2 separate regions of the Mus musculus genome follow, and region 2 is linked to region 1. Evidence: chromatin contacts called from public HiChIP or PLAC-seq data. All regions are on one chromosome and are shown on one strand. The core of a region is the stretch at or near the end of the contact, and the rest is flanking DNA. Distances in the headings are between cores, read along the strand shown. Region 1 overlaps Dysf (dysferlin). Region 2 overlaps Exoc6b (exocyst complex component 6B).

The links. HiChIP or PLAC-seq counts read pairs in DNA pulled down with a chosen protein or histone mark.
Region 2: a contact with region 1 is called in an H3K27ac HiChIP or PLAC-seq map of embryonic stem cells, with 5 times the contacts expected there. The contact joins two enhancer-like sites. A contact is called at or near these places in 1 of 39 promoter capture datasets (cranial neural crest), 2 of 115 datasets of contacts at active chromatin or transcription factors (both in embryonic stem cells) and 1 of 9 other capture datasets (embryonic tail).

What each region holds. Positions count from the first base shown.
Region 1 is chr6:84,051,538-84,055,042 of GRCm38.p6, reverse strand. All of the region lies in intron 3 of Dysf (dysferlin), which reads right to left. Among named protein-coding and RNA genes, the nearest start is that of Dysf, 34 kb to the right of the region's middle. Within about 2 kb of position 1,667, at least 27 of the 459 cell types and tissues checked have an H3K27ac peak or open chromatin away from gene starts, as enhancers often do. A contact at or near this core is called in embryonic stem cells, where this site is marked.
Region 2 is chr6:85,028,005-85,031,509 of GRCm38.p6, reverse strand. The region is part of intron 1 of Exoc6b (exocyst complex component 6B); the gene reads left to right. Among named protein-coding and RNA genes, the nearest start is that of Exoc6b, 40 kb to the left of the region's middle. Within about 2 kb of position 1,584, at least 25 of the 459 cell types and tissues checked have an H3K27ac peak or open chromatin away from gene starts, as enhancers often do. A contact at or near this core is called in embryonic stem cells, where this site is marked.

The sequences.
Region 1 (3,505 bases), core at 418-2,917:
AGGACAGCTGTGTTGTTGGTTCTCACCTCCTACCTCATTTGAGGCAGGGTCTCTTCACTGTTTTTCTGTTCCATACTCTATGCCAACTGCCTTTCATACTCCTGTGGGATCTCTTGCCTCTCCCTCCCATGTTCCTGTAGGCAAACTGGGATCACAGAAGCTCAATTGAACTTGGGTCCTCACACTAACACAGGACACGTTTTTATCACTGAGCCATCCCTCAGCCCTCCTCTTACATTTCTTTATTTTGGGGTTTGGTTGGTTGTTTGGTTTGGCTTTTTTTTTTTTTTTTTTTTTTTTTTTTTTTGAGACAGGGTCTTACTGCATAACCCTGTAGACCAAGCTGGCCTCGAACTCACAGAGATCCTACTGCTTCTCCCTCCCAAGTTCCGGGATTAAAGGAGTGCATTGCCACACATAGCTTAGCATTTATTTCTTTAAAGAAAGAATAAAGGGAGGTTATTATAGGATTTTTAAGTCCCACAAAGGTCCAGACGTCTAGACTGTGGGTTTCTCTGTTCCCTGGCACCTACAGGAAGCTTTGCGCTATGGCTTCCTAAACAGGGGCTCTTGTTAGGTGTAACCTAAGGACCATCACGGGAATAGCGCTTGTCCCCAGCATTGTGACCAGAGTGTCCTCAGAGCAAGATTCTCTGTGACATAAGAAATCAGAGTCACTCTGTCCTTTACGGGAATCCTTGGCAGCAGACCAGAGTGATCTGACCAAGCAACCTGCCCCAGCGAGCCTGCAGATGTGGACAGTGTCTATCTACAGTTGAGGCTTCTGGCCTTGGCAGCAAAAAGGCCAGGCCCAGCAGCAGTCAGGTAGCAACAAACAGCAGTCTAGCTCCATAGCTCCGTGTGGCTGAAGCTGGTCTTAGGAGCCGTGGCCAGAGGCCCAGGGTAAAGGTGGACCACCTGAGCCTGGCTTGCTGGCAAAGTCCTCCCAGACAGCAGGGAGAATTCCAGGAAGTGGGGTGGTGAACAATGGCAGGAAATGCAGAAGGAAATGCCGGCTCCACCTCTGCCAGCCCTAGCCCTTCCGGCTGCCCCCAGAGCTGCCTAGGAGTGACTGCTATTTCCTCCCTGATACCCCCTTGGGGGCCATCAAATGTACCCCCTGAGGAACAGGGACTAGTCTCTCCAAGGTACCAGGTTGTCCTATATCCTGAGGAAGAAGGGCTGGAGGCCACCTGTCCAAAGACCCAAGTGGGAGGCTGTGGTGACGAGTCAAAGAGACAGAGCCTCCCATCTGCACGAGTGATGTAAAAGCATAGCCCAGCGGGAAGGGGCAAGTTGCAGAGACTTATGGAGGTTAATGAGGTCTGAGGCTCCATCACAGGTTGTGGAGAAAACCACAAATTCATCCATTTCAATCTGTAAAGGAAATAGGACATTAAAGCCCCTCCCCAAATTCCATTTCCCTGTAACTTTATTCAAGGGACCCAATCTTGAAAGCCCAAACCCTGGTCTGTCCCATCTGAAGACAGACACCGAAATAAAAGCTCTAGGGCCAGGTGTCTGCTAAGCAAGGTTCTATGGGCACCAATCGGTGGTCTGACAGGTGCCCTGTGGCATCAACAAGACTCCAGTGAGTCAAGGAGGGACCTGGAACCCTGCAAGGGCCAAGGCTGTGGAAGCCAGCAGGGTGTGGCAGAGCCTACCTAGTCAGTAGCACCAGAAGCGGCCCTGTGGGCCTGGCCCCACCTTTACAGCACAGGCCCTCCAGCCTTCCCTCTCTGGCCAGTTCTCTTAGCTTCATTGTTTCAGAAACACTGTTACATGGGAGTAGAAGTGTGGGGGCTGAAAGAGGCTCGGCCATCCCAGAGAAAGAGAAGGCAAGATGGGCATGGGGAAGGAGAGCAGCTGAGATTTGACAGACACACATCTCCCCCAGGAAGAAAGAGTTTATTCCCTAATTCACCCATGAGTGTCAGTGCCCTGTCAGACAGATGCCGAGTGGGAGCCTCCAAGCTGGGTTTGAGCAGTGTGTGTGAAGGCGAAGGGGGGGGGGGGGGGGGCGGGGGCTAAGTTTATGCTAATGAAATGTGAAAAAATGGAAACAATGTTGTTTAAAAACATTGAGTCTTACTGATTCACTGTTTGTAAGAACAAAGCACAAAAGCAACCCAGCAGTCCACCACCCGAGACTGCTAAACTGCATAGATACAGCACAGCACATCTGTGCTATGAAATTCTGCCACAAAATAATATAATTCTACAGAAAGTTCTCAAGACTTGGTCAAGCGCTAAAACAACCATAAAGGATTATATCATACTATCTACTGCCTAAGAAAAGGGAAGCTCACGGCTATCTTGGTGATTAAACACTAAAAGCTCTGGAATCATCTATGCCAAGCCAAGACCATTGGAATGAAAAATCAGGGCTGCTTTTTTTGGAGAGCCATATGGAGGTTCCTCAAGAAACTAAAACCAGATCTGCCGTAGGACCCAGGCATGTCATGTTTCCAGGTATATATCCCCAAAAAAAATAGCAGCGTGTAAAAGACACACTTGCCTGTTCTTGTTAACAACAGCTAAGCATGCAATCCACCTAGGTACCTACCCATAGGTGAATGCATAATTAAATGTGAGATATATATATATATACATTCTGGAGTGTTAGGTTATATTAATGAAATGTTATTCAGCCATGAAGATTAATATTCTATCATGGCACCAAACAGATACACCTAGGGAATACTATGTTAAATGAAACAGATGCAGACAAATCATGAATACTCCCTTTCATATGTGGGTGCTCAGCCATCGTGGTGGGAGGCTGGGGAGATGACTCATCAGCTAAGAACCCTTGCTGATTCTGCAGAGGACCTGGGTTCGGTTTCTAAGCACCACATGATGGTTAACAATTTCTCATAGCTCCAGTTCCAGGCGCTGTGGCACCCTCTTTTTGTCTCCATAGGCTTTGTATACAGGTAGTGTGAGTGTGTGTGTGTGTGTGTGTGTGTGTGTGTGTGTGTGTGTGTATGCGGCACACGCATGTACACACACATACATCTAAAATAATCTTTTAAATTGATTGTGAAGATAGGCTCAGAGGGCAACATGCTAGTAGCCCTAAGTTTGATCCCTAGCACCACAGAAACTAATATGGTGGTACAGACCTGTAATCCCATCACTTGGGAGGTACGTGCAGGGGATTTGGAGTTCAAGGTCATCTTTGGAAAAAAAGAGACCGGAATGTATAAGAGTGATTACTAGTAGTTTGATTGGGGAGGGGGGGCAGTAGTGGCAGGCTGGATAGCAGGTACTTAAACACACGTGGATGTAATAAATCCATAGCACAGGAAGGACTCAAGAAGAGAAGGGCTTAATGGCTCCAAATACACAGGCACAATAAGGAGGGGGCACTGTTCATCGCCCTAGTGAGGTCAGAGTACTGGATCAAAATATCACACTAGAGCCGGCAAATGTGTCAGTTGTGGGAAGGGTACAGCTCATTAATTTAATCTAATTCAACTCAAAACAAAGCAAAAAACAAAAA
Region 2 (3,505 bases), core at 335-2,834, 980 kb before region 1:
GACATCATATTTTATAGTTTCTGTGACAAATCTCTCTTTCATATTTCTTTCAGTTCACTTTTCAGTGAATTCTGGTAGATTTTGTCTACAGTGGTCTTGTTCTTTGGTTTTGAAGGATGTAGAGTTGTAGGGTTGCAGTGTCTCTTTCAGCACCAGCAGGCTGCTTTCCTTTGTGTGCTTGCTGGTAGAAGTCTGTGGTCATTCCGTTGTTTTGTGTCTTTTTCTCCACCTGTGCTTGCTTTTTCTTTTAAGATTTTTTAACTTTTTTTATTATTTGTTTTTAGTAACACTACACATTTCTGACAGATGCTTTGTACTGCTCGTTTTTAATTCATATTGGTGTAATGCCTAAGTGGATACATAGATTTTAGTACTAATTTCCATACAAGATTGTATTTAGTATTAATTGTAGTTTCTGGTATATTCCTTCATTAATTACAATATAGGCTTCCTCAAAGGGAAACATTTTAAACTTCATTTTGTTTTTAGTAAATACATTTCAAATGAAACATATCATTGGAAATTGTCTAGACTATGTAGCATTTCTAATATGCTAAATTTTTGAGAAAAAAATTCTATTTACTTTCCTGAGGCCACTGATTATTTTATTTAATTATTTAATAATCATATTTCTCTTTTTAAAAGTTTATTTTTTCCATTTTGGTGCAACTTAAAACTATTACCTGTCATTAGTTGAATAGTCAAGTTACTCCATTCATTGAAGACCTAGAATGAGACAGTGCCATTTCATAGCTTTTAGATGGTCCTAAATGTGAACTTTGGGAAGTAATACATTCTTGACCCTTTATAGTCTATTAGTTCCTGTATTGAACTAATCACAGCTTTGGTGACCTAAGCTTTTTCAGAGAGATCTCTCTTACCATGTTAAGCTTCATGAAAAAAAATAGCGTTATTGAAGTAGTATTTCCTAAATTTTTATTTTTCAATGTTATTATTTGAGTTTTGTTAGAATTTAGTCTGTTCAGTTTTATTTAGGTTATTTTTAAGACCTTTCTTGACCTAAATTCATACAGATAATTGTTCCTCAGGTATGATTGTCTTTCACAGTTTTGGGAATAAAATCATAGTTTTGTATCATTTATATAGTTGATCATATATTTAATTTCTTCATTCAGATATTAAGACAAATTATTGAATAGGGTGAATACTGAAGTGCCTCTGTATAGAGTTAATCACAAAACTCTTCTAAAACTGGGACCATGACCACTAGCCTAACCTGAACTTGGAACAAAAGGGGTCATCTAGGAAGGCCATGCACTATGGCAGTGTTGGGAATGTCTTACAGTCAAAGGGTCTGGATGTTGACATTTGAAAAATATTTCTTGGTGGAGCATCTGTGACCTCAAAAATTATGAATTGTCTTAAAATTTCTTTCTAAGGGAAAGACCATATGAGGGGGTAAACAAAATATTTTGTTTATAATTTGCTGTAAAGATGATTTATTACAGTTTAATATTAAACAGCTCTGTAGGCTCAAAATTTATCTCACTTGGTTCTAACTGGTGTTTCTCTCTGACACATGGTGTGAATCAACTGTCCTTCCAACTTGAAAGAGCAGAGAGTTCACTGACGCAATCCTTTGTTCTAGGGGAATTGTTTCCATTGTGCCTTCAAAAGGGAGGGACATGAAAAGCCTTGGCTCATGACAAGTTCTTTCCAAGTTAGACACAGTTGGGGGCTGAACACTGGCCTGAGGAAGTGAGGTCTATTTCCTCAACTTTCTTAAAGGTTAACATTAACCTTTTCATATCTCTTTTTAAAGACTACACATCAGAAACTTTCCATTCATGTGTTCCTATTTCCAGGGCTCTTCCTTAGATCCTAGAAGTTGCTTGGATTTCTTTCCTTCTCCATAGCAAATCTGCTTTTGAGAAGATCGAATGACAAAGATTATTGTCCTGAAAGGTCTTAAGAGACTAGAATAATTGACCGTGATTGTAAAAGCTTGTAAATCATACGGTCAAAATAATAGTTGAATGCATGCAGCAATAGATAAAGACATTAGAAGATTTGGTGTGAGCATAGGTGCCATGCACAGGGTATGACTGTGAATAAGCATGTCATTAGGTTGTTTTTAGTAGAAGCCAAGGAACTGGAGAGGGATGTTAAATTCCTAGTTTGACTGTGTTTGCTTTAGAATGTGCTAGTATTAAGCCAGGCCGTGGTGGCGCATGCCTTTAATCCTAGAACTGGGGAGGCAGAGGCAGGCAGATCTCTGAGTTTGAGGCCAGCCTGGTTTACAGAGCAAGTTCCAGGACAGCCAGGGCTACATAGAAGCTATCCCCACCCCAACCTCCTGGAAACAGAGACAGACTTTGCTATATTATAGGATGTATTGTGCCCCTGATACTGCTGACAGTGCTTCATTTGTAGTTCCTTTTTTTGTGTGTGCACGCTGCTGAATGAAGTAGTAGCTATTTTTAATCTGCATTTCCCTGAGCTGGAATTTGAATTATATAAAAACTAGCCATGGTCACCAGCTAATAAGTTGTAGAGTCAAGACTTGAATCTAAGAAGTCTGGCTTTGTAGCTTGTACTATTGAACACGGCCTCATGGACTGTTTGTTATGTTTTAAGAACAGACCCTACTGAAACTTGCCCTGAGAATGGAAACTTGCATTGAAGTGTACTTATATGTTGGGTATTGGAATAATTTTTGAGGGTTGCTAGGGAAGAGAGGGACCAGGACCTAGTCTTTGTATTTTTTTTTTTTTTGAGGGTAAAAATAAGATAAATGATAAAAATTTTAAGAAAGCAAATTTTGGCTTTAAGAACTTTGCAGTTGGTCTTGCTCTGGGACTGACTGCCGTGAGTGAGCGAGCTGACTAGATGTGGCAGCATAGGCTGGACTAATAGCTGATGAAGAGATCTGGAGAAACTTGTCATGCTGTGAAATTAGATTGTATCGCCTCTGTGATTTCCTCTTTTTCTATAGGTGGCCGTACTAAACAGAAGCCATTAAAATCATTATTCTTTGGGTTGTCCTCAAAGAAGAAAAAAAGGGGCGGGGGGAGGCTGATTTGATATTTAATGGAAATGTGTGCTGGTCTAAACCATGAAAGTTAAAAACATTTTTTTTTTAATTTAATTCACTACCATCCCTCAAATGTGTGTTTTTTTTTTCTTTTTTCTTTTTGAGACAGACTCTCTCATTATGTAGCCCTGGTAGTTTTGAATTTGTGATCTTCCTGCTTCTTCTGTCTCTTTGGTTTTAGGATTATAGACTTTGGTAACCATAGCCCATGAAATTGTCTTTAATAATTTTGTGCTGTTGATAGAGAATTTTTGTATATTATGAGTATAGAACAGGAAGCAAGAGAAAGGCCTACTTTTTGAGTTTACAAGTAAGATTTCTTAGAAAAAGACAAGAGATTCCATCATAGCAAACACTGGAGCTCCTCCTTTCCCAAGTCCCTTTTGAGGGATAATGAAAGCAGACTAATTAAATTAATTTTGAGATTATGATCAATAATAAGAGAGTAGT